Regions from separate parts of the Sus scrofa genome. Here region 1 is linked to region 2. A link is a contact called in public promoter capture Hi-C data. All regions are on one chromosome and are shown on one strand. Each heading gives the region's core, a stretch centred on a gene start, on an enhancer-like site or on the middle of the called end of the contact. The rest is flanking DNA. Distances are from core to core; before and after follow the strand shown.

Region 1 (7,191 bases), core at 4,109-6,608, 36 kb before region 2:
CCCACAGCTTATGGACAATGCCAGATCCTTAACTCAATGAGCCAGGCCAGGGATGGAACCCACATCCTTCACAGAGACAATGTCAGGTCCTTAACTTGCAGAGCCACAATGGGAACGCTCAATAATTTTTAATTTTTGACAAAAATGGCAAGATACTTCAATGGAGGAAGCGTAATCTGTTCAACAAATGATGGTGGAACAACCAATATCCTGTATGGAGGAAAAAAAATAAACCTCAGCCTTTACCAATAAGCACATGAGAGATGCTTAATGGTATCTGCCATTACTGAAATGCAAATTAAAACCACTACAAACTCACTAGAATGGCTAAAATTGAAACAGACAATGCCAAAAAAAAAGAAAGAAAGAAAAGAAACAGACAATGCCAAGTGTTGCTCTGGATGTGGGGCAACTGGAATGTGCCTCATACACTGCTGGAAGAATGAAAAACACAACTTTGCAAAACAATTTATTATAGAGCTAAAAATACACTTGTGACCCAGAAATTACACTCGGAGGTGTTGATCAAGAAAAATGAACACATGTCTTCACAAACACACATGAATATTTATAGTAGCCCCAAACCAGAACCAATCATGTGGGCAAGAAACTCTTAAGGTGACTCCCATGATCCACACCTCCTGGTATTTGTGCCCCTGTGTTGTCCCCTTGAGTGTGGGTGGGAACTGTGACTTGCTTCTGGTCAACAGCACAGTAAAGGTGACAGAAGACATGTAAATTACACGTGTGTGGTTGCAGTATGTAAGACTGCGATGTCCAGGTGCCTTTGAGGAGGCAAGTGGTCACACTGGGCTATTGCTTCATAGTCTTGTTCTGTTTACTCCACATGGGCCATTTCATATGGCCCATCTCTTGACTATATATAGATATATATCCTTTATATATCTATATATAAAATCCTTCAAAACAAAACAAAAAATAGAAAGAGACTGAGATAAAGCAAATTTAGCAATATGTAAACAGTGTATCTTGATGAAGTTTTTATGGGTATCTTACAGGAGTTATCTGCATTATTCTTTCAACATTTCTACTGGTTAGAAACTTTTCAAAACAGAATGAGGGGCAAAATACCTTGTTTGAACTACTCTTAACTCAAGAGTTCAGAAATTTTCCCAAACTGCACACACAGACTTGGAGAGGGATCAACTAACCACTCTGAGCACTTAATATGCAGCACCAGCTCTTAACACCTGTGTTTTCAGGTCGCCCTCTAGGGCAACCACGATGACTCCTATTTTACAAAGAAAACTGAGGCTCACAGAGGTGGAGTTACAAGTCCAACAGTGAGGAAGAGCTGGAGTTCAAAATCTTGTCAGAGGAGTTCCCGTCGTGGCGCAGTGGTTAACAAATCCGACTAGGAACCATGAGGTTGCGGGTTCGGTCCCTGCCCTTGCTCAGTGGGTTAACAATCCGGCGTTGCCGTGAGCTGAGATGTAGGTCGCAGACGCGGCTCGGATCCCGCGTTGCTGTGGCTCTGGTGTAGGCCGGTGGCTACAGCTCCGATTCAACCCCTAGCCTGGGAACCTCCATATGCTGCGGGAGCGGCCCAAGAAATAGCAAAAAGACAAAAGACAAAAAAAAAAAAAAACAAAAACAAAATCTTGTCAGAATACAGGGCCATGCTCTTCCACCCCATATTCTCTTTGCTGTACTCTTCTCCCTTCCCTGCTTCTGTGTTTTCTCGGTCCAAAATTTACTATATCCAATGAACCTGTACAGCTTCAAAGTCTATGTTCTGGGAGTTCCTGTCGTGGCGCAGTGGAAGCAAATCCAACTAGGAACCATGAGGTTTCGGGTTTGATCCCTGGCCTGGCTCCGTGGGTTAAGGATCCAGCGTTGCTGTGGCTGTGGCGCAGGCCGGCAGCTACAACTCCGATTTGACCTGTAGCCTGGGAACCTCCATATGCTGTGGATGCAGACTTAAAAAGACAGAAAGACAGAAAAAACCTACATTCTGTAATAATTCTCAATATTGAACCATGCCTCTGCCCTTCACTAAAGACAGAAATACAGAAATAGGGATAACACTTCCTGTTGCTATGGGCCGTAACATGTACAGACTAGAAGGGACTTTGACAAGAGATGAGCCATGCAAAATAGAACAACACGGGGCAAACACAACAAGAATATGAAGCAATAAATGTAACTCCAACAGACTGTTTTGAAGACAGACTAAAAAGACTATATACCATTATGAGAAAGCAATTTTATCACTTATATCTAAAAGTCACAAAGGACAGCTAGGATAAACACCACCATTCAAGGTGTTCCTTTAAATTTCGAGGAAATTACTTCAGAGCAAATAAAAGACCAACTTTAGTAGACTGGTGATCAACATATGAAAAATTATACCTCAAAAGATGTCATAATAGGGACTGAGGAAAGGCTTAGATGGGTTGTGAGTTTATTGAATGGAATAATCGATAACACACCATGGCAGGCACGGTTCTAAAATAATTCATTTAATCCTCAGAACAATGCTATGAGATGGGAACTATTACTCCTATTTGACAGATGGGGAAAATAAGGCTAGAGAAGTAACTTGTCCAAGATCACTCAGCTGGTAAGTGATGGTACTAGGATTCTAGGCCAGTGGGATGGCTTCAGAGTCCATACTTTTTTTGGGGGGGGGGGGGCCTGCACTTGTGGCATGTGGAAGTTCCCAGGCTAGGGATGGAATCCGAGCCACAGCTGTAACCAGAGCCACAGCAGTGACAGTACCAGATCTTAACCTGCTGAGCCACAAGGGAACTTCCAGAGTCCATACTTTTAACCACTGCTCAACAATGCCTTTCAAAGAAGAAAGTGTCAGTTATTTATCCTTAATCTTTCGAAATGAGAGACGGATGCCTCGAGGCCAACAAATTTTCTAAGAGAGGCAGAATACTGGCTCAGTCCCACAGGTGTGACGCATTCTTCTCCCACATAAACTAAGTTTGGGGGAAAAATCCAGAGTTCTTTTGGTTCCACTCTGTTTTACTGGAGAAATGGGAAACCAGTTCATCAGGACTTGAAAATGACATGAGAAGCAACTGCTCAAGAGAGTTGGTTTACTTAAAACAAGTGTGTTGGAAGCTTACTGTTAGATAGTGACAGAATTTGGCATGAAATATTCAAGTTTTTCCCCAGGCTGCCAGCATATTCTGATGCAATCCCATCTCTACCAGATTTGGAAAGGAGGGCAAAAGAGAAGCAGAGCTGAAAATCAAACAAGTGCTGGCCAAACACCTTTAGGACCTTAGATTCCTTCTATGTGTACAGAGAGGGTAATTTCCAGAACCAAAGAAAATACAAAGGTTCCAAGTGACAAAAAATTTTAGTAACCTTCACAGCACTGGCAAATTAATGTACTAGCACCTTTCAATCCCAGCCTGTGCCATTCCTAATGTATAACATTTCTGATTCCAAGGAGCCTCAGCATTTGGGCAAGCCAAGTGGGTTAAGGCAAGAAAGGAGAGCCCCTCCTCTCAGGTCTCTCCCCACACTCCAGAACTTTTCTTTTTTTTTCTTTTGTTCTACCCACTTATGTGGAGCGTTTCTTGCCCTTTTTAGAGGCTTAAGTTCTGCCAGCGTTCAGTAGATATTCTGTGCGAATCGATCTACATTGTAGTTGTGTGGGTTTTTTTGTTTTGTTCTGTTTGCTTTTTAGGGACGCACCTGCGCCATATGGCAGTTCCCGGGCTCCAGGTCAAGTTGGAGCTGCAGCTGCCAGCCTACGGCATAGCCACAGCAACAGGGGATCCAAGCCGCATCTGTGACCTACACCACAGCTCTAGGCAATGCTGGATCCTTAACCCACTGAGGCCAGGGATCAAACCCGTATCCTCATGGATCCTAGTCGGGTTCCTTAACCACTGAGCCATGAAGGCAACTCCCTGTAGTTATAGGGGTTTTTTGATGTGTTTGCAGGAGAAGGTGAGAGCATGGCCTACTCCTCCGCCACCTTGATCCTTCCCATTCTAGAAGACCAGACTCAGCCCTAGCTATCTGCCCTGTTTTACAATGCAGACATCTCTCTGAATCATGTGCATGGCTACCTGGAACCAGTCTGGGGAAACCCAACTCCTCTAAGTGCAATTCCTGAATGAGACGTGTCATGAAGAACAACACAGTAAGAAACACTAGTGCTAGTCTTCTGCCAAGGAAGGCAGTGAAATAACAATAGGCTGCTGAGAAGTCCACAGGTGTTTCAAGGAGGTGAGAGAACAGTGATGAGGTCCAGGTTGACACCATTTTCTTCCTCCTCTGTCTGATCCTAGCTAAACTTAAACATGTAGGGCTCCATGTAGTGAAGTTGCACACATCCAGCTTCAAATCCAGGCTTAATCAGACACATGACTTGGGGCATGTTACAAACCCTGCAAAATTGTGGTTAACAGCCTGTTCTTCATAAAGGTTGTAATGAGCATTAAACGACATAACAATCCTAACTTGTCCTGGGTATGTGTGCACACACACTCATTAATTGCAAGGTACCCGCTTACCCTCATCCACCTCACCTCAGCCCAGCCCACCTTTGTACTACAAACGCCTTCAGAGGCCTTTAGTCAAACGTTTCCTGATGCAGAGGGTCCTCTGACTGGAGTGGGATTTGGCTTAATCTGTGGCTGAAAAACTAGAGCCCATGGCCGAGAAAACCAAGCTCTGGGAAGCAAGGACGGATCGTTAGCGGTGGCGTCTGTTGTTTACAACGAGTCCCCTTCCTACCAACGCACGGAGAGGGTCTAAGTATATTTCCAACCCTCCAAGTTGGCAGGGGAAGCGCAAAGGTGACTAAAGACGAAGGGGCTGGCAGCGGGGCCACTCAGGAGGCTGAGGCTACGGGGCAGTGAGAACCCTGATGGAGACAGGCCCTGCCCGGGAGGGAAAGACCCGATCCAGCCTCTCACCCCTCTCCTCAAGCAGAGACCCTCGCAGCTCAAAGCCAGGGGGCCTTTCAAGGGTCCCGCCGTTTTTCCGGCCAAGCTCAAGTGTGACCTGAGAGACCTGCAGGTGGAAAGTGGGGGCCCGTGGGCACCACCCCCGCCCCAGCTCTGCCTCTGGAATGTGGTCAAAGAGGGGTCACCAGGGGAGGGGCCAAGCGATGAGGACCTGGGGAGGGGCGGGGCCCAGAAGGGGGCAAGAAGTCGGGGTCCCTGGCTTCGGAGGCTCAGGGTCCCCACCCGACTCCCAGCCATCCGCCGAGCGCCCCCTCCAGCCGGGGTCCCTATCACGGTGGGGCAATCCCACTCCCCTTACCTGGCTCGGTTGCTCTGCCTGCTCCGAGGACGCCATCTTTTGAGGCCTGACTAATCTATCGCCGCTGGGCGAGGCTCCTCCCAAGAGCCTTCGCTCTCGCTCTCGCGCCCAGACTAAAGTAGCCGGAACTGAGCTGTCGATGGGGGCCACTCCGGGGAGGTGAGGGGTACTCCGGTGTCTGGGTCACCGCGCACAATTTCCATTAGGTCTCTGCCTTCCAGGAAGACTGAAGTCTGTCCTTTTTGCATTCTTATACGTGTATTATTCTTATTCAGTTAAATCTCTGTCCATCCCCACAGTGTCATGGATACATGGAAGGACGCACTAAGTATTTAATAACTGAACGAATGTGAAGAAAATTGGAAATTAATTGATAGTTCAGTTCAGTACCATTTACTGGGTATCTGTTATTTGCCAGACACTTTGCTAGACGCTAGAAATAAGATCCAAGACTCAGACCCTGCTATCAAGTCCAGGCCAAACACACACACACACACACACACACACACACACACACACACACACACACACACTTGCAACATCGGAGATAGGAGTCTGATAACGGTGTGCAGGTCTATTAGGAGAACTCCGAAGAGGGGGCTTTTTGGAGACAAGGGGCTTCTACTAACCGTTATTACTTTATAGCGGTTGAGTTGTTAAATTTGAAGCTAATTGTGAAATTACACGAAAGCGTGGCATGCATTAGAATTATTAATCAGTTCACATTGCAGTTGTGTTTTGATCAATGATTCAAAAGCGTTGCCTCAGTTAACAATTCCTCGTACCGGAGGCTGTTTTAAATGTCTTTTTCTTGTGAGATAATATCTGATTTCCTTTAATAAACAAAATATTAAAGAGATGGACCCTGAAAAACTATGAGTTGATAATTATTCCTTGTTTATATAAAATTACCGCCTTTTAAGAAAGGGAATTTTTTATAATTTTTTTTTTATTATTTTAACCTTAAATGTTAGTTTTTCAGGGGAGAAAAACACAGGCCTCTCTGTAAATAGCAGTATTAGAACAAGGACAAACTATGCTGTCAAACAGCATCTGGACAAATTTCAAACAATGACGTGGTTTGCATTTCCCCTCTTCTCTCTGATTTATTTGAGACCTTAATTTTTAATCTAGTTATTTAAGCATTTCGTTTCGAAGTCCCAAACCAATTTACACAGTTGAAGCAGGGAATCGAATGAGTGAAAATGTGCAAATTTCTTAGGCATCTCTGTTATGTTTTCAGCAAGACTGAAAACTACACTCATCGTCACTTTTTGTAACTGACTTCCTTCAGATCAGCATGAAGGTTGGGACATTTAATAGATCTTTTCAGGTTGTAAGGGGAAAACAAATTAACACAATAGAAAGATTGTCACTGTTTTATGTAAGCAAAAATAGCACGCATCTATATTTGCAGAAAGGAGTGCTCTAACAATTAAAGGGCGTATGCGTGTGTGTCCTTCATAATGTAAAGTAAATCCCTATTGGCCTCATTTTGAACGCCCGAACTCAACTCCTAAACATAAGGTAGAAAAAAAATAAATACCTCCGGGACTGACTTGCGCTAAGTAACGAACCCAGAAACTACAGCTCCCGGCAAGCCCGCGGGGCCGAGCTTGATTAGCTGCAACTGGAACGACATCTCCTAGCGTGCCTTGGTCCTATGCGTGATTTCCTAGAGAGAACTACATCTCCCGGCATGCCCCGGGAGCGTGGGGGGGTGGGGAAGGACTCCGGCGCCCAGCCTCCCCTACTTCCTGGCGGGTGTCAGGTCCCACCCTGAAGAGGATGGAAGTGGCCGGCGGCCCCAGGGCTCCAGAGCCTGGGGAGATCCGGGCTCTAAAACAGTGTCTGCTGAGCCGCAATCAAAGCCGGGAACAGTATGGCGTGGCAGCCTCCTCCCTGGAGGAGCTGAGGAACAAGGGTTGGCAC
Region 2 (6,813 bases), core at 1,433-3,932:
TGTTAGTGAAATAGAAAAAAAAAAATAGTTCTTTCCATAAACTATCTGAATTTTACAGCCCTTAAAAAGAAACATGTCAAGAACGGTGTGCGATGATCACGCTCTGTGGGGAAGACCTGCCAGGGCAGCCCCCCGAATCCCCCCCAACCCCTGGGGGCGTCTACACATCTACAGGAAGGCTGCATACCGCACTGTCGAAAGGTCACCTCCGAAATCGCCGCAATGGTTTGTTTGCTGAATGGCATGTCTTTGTCCGACGCCACTTCCTCGCAAAGACAGCCAACGGTGTAGTGAACTGCTGCCTTCAGCCTCTGAAGCAAAACCAAAACATTTCATGGGTACGTCTGCAAATCGGAGCTTTTCCCATCCTAAAAGACGAAGACCGACGAGAGGGTCCGCTCTCTGATTCCTTCAGCACTTTCCACACTGGCTGCGTAACTTTTCAAGTGTGCTAGTGAATGACTGGGGCCTCTGGGGTGCTTCCTAGTTAATGGTTATGATTTCGGTCGGGTAAAGGAATGACGACGGCAGGTCAGCGGGAGAAAAGGCAGACTGGTCCTGGGGAGGCGTCCGGGTGACTTCACTCAGAAATTCCATGTGGATGTGCAAAGCGCCTACGGGGTGAAGAAGACGTGTGCCGCGTGTCTGGGGCACACGATGGAAAAACAGACGGGGATTCTGGCCCCTCTCCGCCCCCAACTGGGGTTAATCAAGCAAATTCAAAAGGATCCCTCTGGTCCCTGTGCTTCAAGTCCTTGCCAGCCCCAGTCCTGCATGCGGCAAAGGAAGAACGGCCAGGACAACACAGGGAAGGGCTTATGAGGGCACATCTGACTCTCCTTTGATTTGCTGGTTTGCTAGCCCACCTCAGCAGGCCCTCACTGCTCCCCAACAACACTGGAGGTGCTGCAAAACATCCCTCTTTCCCATGAAGAGAAGAAGCAAAAAAAAAAAACAAGCTAAGCCAAGGGCTCGGTCTCCAGTCAACAAACTTGCTGAGCCCTGCGTGTTCCACCTGCGCTGGAGACAGAGCTGACAGGTGAACAGCATCGACTCTACCAGCACATGTTCACGGTGGAGGAAAGATGAGGAGGAACTGTGAACATGGGAGTGTGGAGGAGGGGCCGGGCAGATAAGCCAGGGATCTACCTTCCTGAGTCTCAGAAGTCACAAGAGTAGGTAAGTGGAGAGCTATGGTAGGAGGAGACAAAGAGACCACCACCTGGGAGGGATATAAGACCCTAAAAGGAAAAAAAAAATCACTTTGGGGACAAGTGGGTAAAACTGAATATGGACTGCCACTAGATAACAGGATTTTATCAAAATCAAACTTCCTGAGTGTGATCAGAGATGATTCAGAGTAAACCCTTGTTTAGGGGCAATGAACGCTCAAGTATTACGATTAAAGGTGAAGTGTTAAGAGTATTTAATTCTCACATAACTTCAGAAAAAGGAGACAAGGGGAGTTCTGGTCGTGGCTCAGCGGTTAAGGAATCCGACTAGCATCCATGAGGATGCAGGTTCGATCTCTAGCCTCGCTCAGTGGGTTAAGGATCTGTCGTTGCCACGAGCTGTGGTTGTAGGTCGCAGATGTGGCTCGGATCCCGCGTTGCTGTGGCTGTGGTGTAGGCCGGCGGCTACATCTCCAATTCAACCCCTAGCCTGGGAACCTCCACATGCTGCTGGTGCGGCCCTAAAGAGATTTAAAAAAAAAAAATAATAAAGGGGGACAAGGGAGCAAATGCAGCAAAATCTTGACAACGGGTGAACGGAGGTGAATGGCCTATGGGTGTTGATTGTATTATTCTTGCAACTTTTTCTGAAGGCTTGAACTTCAAAGTAAAAGGAATGGGCGGGTAAACAGCTTCCGAAATTTTCTTTCTGAAATACGAAGGGCACCCCTACGTAACTGAGCTCATTCCCGCATCTCTCAGGTTAATCCTCCCTGAGGTTTGCCACTCTGGCTCTTGGTTTTCACCTCTTTACAGCGCTGTTCTTACGACGGTGCCACATGGTATTTATTCCCGATGAGAATTAAAGGACCGAATACCCGCAACTACCCTGAGAGGTGGTCCTATTATCACTCCGACTTTCCATCTAGGAAAACTGGTCAGAGTCAACACCACCTCCCCCGCAAGGTCGACATTCGAACCCACATCCGATAGGCTCTGGAGCCCGACGGCCTGGGTTTGCAAGAGCCTCTGAGGCCGTCTCTTCAATTGCAAGATGGAGAGCGAACCAGTCACAAGAGCCATCGTTTCAGAGCTCGTGCTGCGTGCCGGGCGCCCCGCACAGCCCTGTCGGAGAAGGGGGACCCAGGGAGCGCGGCTGGCACTTCCCGGGAACCTTCCTCCGCTCGCCCCGCAGCCCCGACGCTCAGAGCCGCGATACCATGGAAACCGCCTCCCAGCAGCCCCCGCGGCTGCCGAGCCAGCGCATGCGCAGCGCCAGGCGCCCACGTCGCGCAGAGTCCACGGGAGCGCGCCCCCCGCTCCCCGGACGCCCGCGCCAAGGTGAGGCCGTGCTAAGGGCCTTTTTCTCCCCCATGTTTCGACGCCATCCTCCCCCAGACCGGCCGGGACCGCGTTCGCCTGTACCTGTCGGTAAGAGAATCGCTGCTGCTCCTCGGCCCCTTCCTCTTCTTCCATCATCACAGCGGGCCGACCCTGGCAGGCGCGCGAGAACAGAAAAAGGCGGCGGCCGTGAAGGCACGGTCCGATTTTCCCGCCGCGGCGCCAGGCGACGGGCCGCGCGGGGGGCCAAAGCGCGAAGCTGCCGGGCGTCTCGCGCGCGCGCCCTGGCGGCGGCTCTGGGAAAGGCGCCTCGCGGCCCGTCTGCTCCCGCCCCCGCCAGCTCCCCGGGGCCCGGACGCCGCTCGGTGCCGAGTTCACGGTCTGCACGAGTTCACGGTCTGCACCGACTCTTAGAAAGAAGGTGTGTGTGTGTACGAGGGGAGGGGCGGGGCGGGGGAATAACGATGCTGCAGTTCGTTATTGGAAATTCCAGGCGGCGGTAACCTCGGTTTGCCCTGCAAAATCTAGGGTGGGCTTTAATAATTCTGTCGCTAAGCTTAGTGCTGCAAAATCGGTCTATGGATAAATGCTTGATTTCTAGCCCCCTCAGCGACTCCGTGGCTCACCCCAGTGCCGTTGACAGAGGAGTATAGTTCTGACCCGAATGTTAGCCGATTTTCCTTTATGTTCAGAATTAAGTAAAATGAAATAGTGAAATTCTGAAACTCAACGTTGGATTTTTTTTTTTTTTTTTTGGTCTTTTGCGGGCCGCACTCACGGCATTCAACGTTGGATCTTTACTGCCTTCAGACTTTATTCAGTTATTTCCCTCCTTTTCAGCTTCACTCTTGGAGCTTCACTCATAACTTGATGACGTGTAAAGGACTTCTCTGCTGAATCAAATAATAGTGTTTAAGTACTGGAAGAGTATTAAGTACTGGAAGAGTATTTCCTGGACTCTTGTGCTGTTGTTGCCAAAACAGCCTCTGTTTCCCATTGCCAAATAGAAACGTGGAGAAAGAGTTTTGGGTGAAGAAGAAAAAGAGAGCTTGGAGTTCCCATCATGGCTCAGTGGTTAAAGAACCTGACTAGTATCCATGGGGACTCGGGTTCGATCCCTGGCCTCACTCATTGGGTTAAGGATCCGGTCTTGCAGTGAGCTGTGGGGTAGGTCACAGATGAGGCTCGGATCCTGTAGGCTGGCAGCTGTAGCTCCAATTTGACCCCTAACCTGGGAACCTCCATATGCCTCTGGTGCAGCCCTAAAAAAAAAAAAAAAAAAAAACAGGACAAGAGAGAGAGCTTTATTTTATTGCTTTGCCTGGCAAAGGAGGCCACAGCAGCCTAATGCCTTCAAGACTGTGCCCTCTTGGAAGGAGTTAAGAGGTGGTTTTATAGTTTGGGGAGTGGAAAATAGGGCCCCAGATAAGGATCAGGGTAGAGGCAAGTTTGCACTGTCTCAAAGCAGGTGTTTAGTGGCCCCCAGGACTGGCCCTGCCAGTCCTCCTTCCCAGAATGAAGATGCTTCATCAAGTAGTTCTTCCATTTGTTGAGGGTTTTAGTTCTGCAGAAAGGCTCAAAGATATTGTTATGAATGTTCCTTAAGAGGGAACCAGGGCCGGAGTTCCCGTTGTGGCTCTGACTAGTATCTGTGAGGACGGTGGTTCCACCCCTGGCCTTGCTCAGTGGATTAAGGATCCAGCGTTGCTGTGAGCTGTGGTGTAGGTCGCAGACTCGGCTGGGATCTGGCATGGCTGTGGCTGTGACCTAGGCTGGTGGCTACAGTTCCAGTTCAGCCCCCAGCCTGGGAACCTCCATATGCCGTGAGTGTGGCCCTAAAAAGACAAAAAAAAAAGAGAGAAGGAACCCGGTCCCTGCCCCAAAGCTGCACTATTCTCTCTTGACTGCTCCTCCCAGGTATCTGCATCCCCTCCCTTCCCTGGTCTTTGGAACTCAAAGAAGGTCTTGGAAGCTGAGGCTTATCCCCTAAAAACAAGAGAGGACACAGAGGCTCGTGTACCTGGGAGCCGGCAGGGCACTGGCTCGGTCACACTATTTATCACGTAAAGGCTGCAAACCCAGTATACCTTCAAGTTTAACCTGCATTATTAATTCTCCTGCCCCTGCTTCCTTAAGTAAACAGTCAAAAAGGACTTAAACCCTGATTTATAAATTTCGTAGGTGTATATCCTTCCGCCATTGCCAATTTCAAGCCACCGATAGGGGGAGACTGAACGCAGCATTTGTTACAACTCGGCTTTATGGGCCCCGCCCCCGCAACAGGCCGAAGGCTGTCACGCTGGAGTTTGCAGCAGAGAAAGGGTTTGTAAGGAGACTGGAGAACAAATGTCAGGTCTGCCTCCTGAGAAGTTGGAAGTCAAAAGGCTTGAGATATTTATGGGATAAAGAAGCGGGGTGGTCTCAGGGCGGGGAAAGGTGGCTGGAGGTAGGAGAAAGGGGAGGTTCTTCCAAGGCCCAGTTTTAGGGTCGGTGGTCCCAACTGGTGTTAGCTGGTCTGAACTGGGCAGAAGCAAACTCCAAAGTTCTGGGGAACAACTTAAGCCCCTGTTACCATAGTGACCCAGACATCAGAAGCATTATCACCGGGTGGTTAAGAAATCTGGTGACACATTACCTAGGCTACACGAGGCTTGGAGGGGATGCAGGTAGAGAAAGGGGGAAAACAAGGAAAGCAGGCTTAATCGTTAAAGGCAGGTTGCGAAGCAGAGGGGTTTCTCTCGAGCTGTCCCTCACCCGCTGTGCTGTGAGACACACAAGGGTTTCTGGTAAAGCACCAGCTTCTCTTAACCCCGTGGGGCACGACTTCGTTCTTAGACGAGACACTGCCCACCCAGAGCAGACGCCGTAGATGAACATGATGTCAGGAACCCAGACAATAGAAAAATGTGCATCACAGTGACATAATTAAGTAATGACATTCGAGCTTTTACTGCCTTTGTTTTTATTTTTTTGTCTTTTTAGGGCCGCACTTGCAGCATTTGGAGGTTCCCAGGCTAGGGGTTGAATCAGAGCTACAGCCACTAGCCTACACCACAACCCCAGATCCGAGCCTCATCTGCGACCTACCCCACAGCTCACTGCAAGACCGGCTCCTTAACCCACTGAGTGAGGCCAGGGATTGAACCCGAGTCCTCATGGATACTAGTCAGGTTCTTTAACCACTGAGCCATGACAGGAATTACTGCCTTTGTTTTTAATATTATTTATTTAAGCTTAAATGTAACTTAATTCTTAATAATGGCTGTGTCTGTCTCAGGTGTTCAGGATTCCTGAAGATTTAGAAGTCAACTCTCGCTTGTAGGAACCAGCCCTGGCACACCCCTGGCCTGGCATATAGTAAACACTTACTAAGTCAAGTTTGAAAGACTGCGCTGTATTTTTTTTTTTTTTTTTTTTTTTTTTGTCTTTTTGCCTTTTCTAGGGCCGCTCCTGCCGCATATGGAGGTTCCCAGGCTAGGGGTCCAGTCGGATCTGGAGCCGCTGGCCTATGCCAGAGCCACAGCAACACGGGATCCGTAACCCACTGAGCAAGGCCAGGGACCCAAACCCACAACATCATGGTTCCTAGTCGGATTCGTTAACCACTGCGCCACGATAGGAACTCCATGCGCTGTATTATAATCAGCTGTTAAAGATTCGGGCGCCCTCCTGGCTTAACTGCGTTCAGGTGAGAGGTTCAGTGCCTGGCCTACGGTACGTGTTCACTGAACATTTGTTGAAGATCTGACTTTCAGCAGCATCTCAATGATGCTGACAAAGCAGAGGCTCTGTAATAATGGGCAGGCTGGGCTCTCAGATCATCAGCAATTGCAAGAGCCTCCAAGTTTTTGTTTTTTGTTTTTTGTTTTTTTTTGTCTATTTGTTATTTCTTGGGCCGCTTCCGCGGCATACGGAGGTTCCCAGGCTAGGGGTCAAATCGGAGCTGTAGCCACCGGCCTACACCAGAGCCACAGCAACGCGGGATCCGAGCCGCATCTGCAACCTACACCACAGCTCACGGCAACCCCGGATCGTTAACCCCGGATCGTAATCCCTGCAAGGGCAGGGATCGAACCCGCAACCTCATGGTTCCTAGTCGGATTCGTTAACCACTGCGCCACGACGGGAACTCCCCTCCAAGTTTTTTGAAAGAAATCTGACTTAGGTAACAGGTTCCCCTCACTTTTGAAAGCTCTCACTAAGCTGTTTAGCTTCTACAAAGACCTTCGTTCATATGGTAACAGCTTTTTTTTCTCATAAAAATGAAAATTCCCTTTGGATTTCTTTCAGTTAGCAAAAA

What was found. Promoter capture Hi-C pulls out the DNA fragments that hold promoters and counts their contacts.
Region 1: a promoter capture Hi-C map of liver shows a contact between it and region 2, with 3 times the contacts expected there. The contact joins the promoter of PEX14 here to the promoter of APITD1 in region 2. A contact is called at or near these places in 1 of 5 promoter capture datasets (liver) and 3 of 47 Hi-C or Micro-C datasets (liver and skeletal muscle).

Annotation. Positions count from the first base shown.
Region 1 is chr6:70,736,038-70,743,228 of Sscrofa11.1, reverse strand. It overlaps PEX14 (peroxisomal membrane protein PEX14), which reads right to left and starts at 5,358. Exons shown (of 9, transcript XM_003127561.3): 1 at 5,260-5,358. The coding sequence starts at 5,295. It overlaps DFFA (DNA fragmentation factor subunit alpha), which reads left to right and starts at 6,965. Exons shown (of 6, transcript XM_003127563.4): 1 at 6,965-7,183. The coding sequence starts at 7,048.
Region 2 is chr6:70,697,563-70,704,375 of Sscrofa11.1, reverse strand. It overlaps APITD1 (apoptosis-inducing, TAF9-like domain 1), which reads right to left and starts at 2,682. Exons shown (of 5, transcript NM_001204935.1): 1 at 2,598-2,682; 2 at 188-311. The coding sequence starts at 2,651.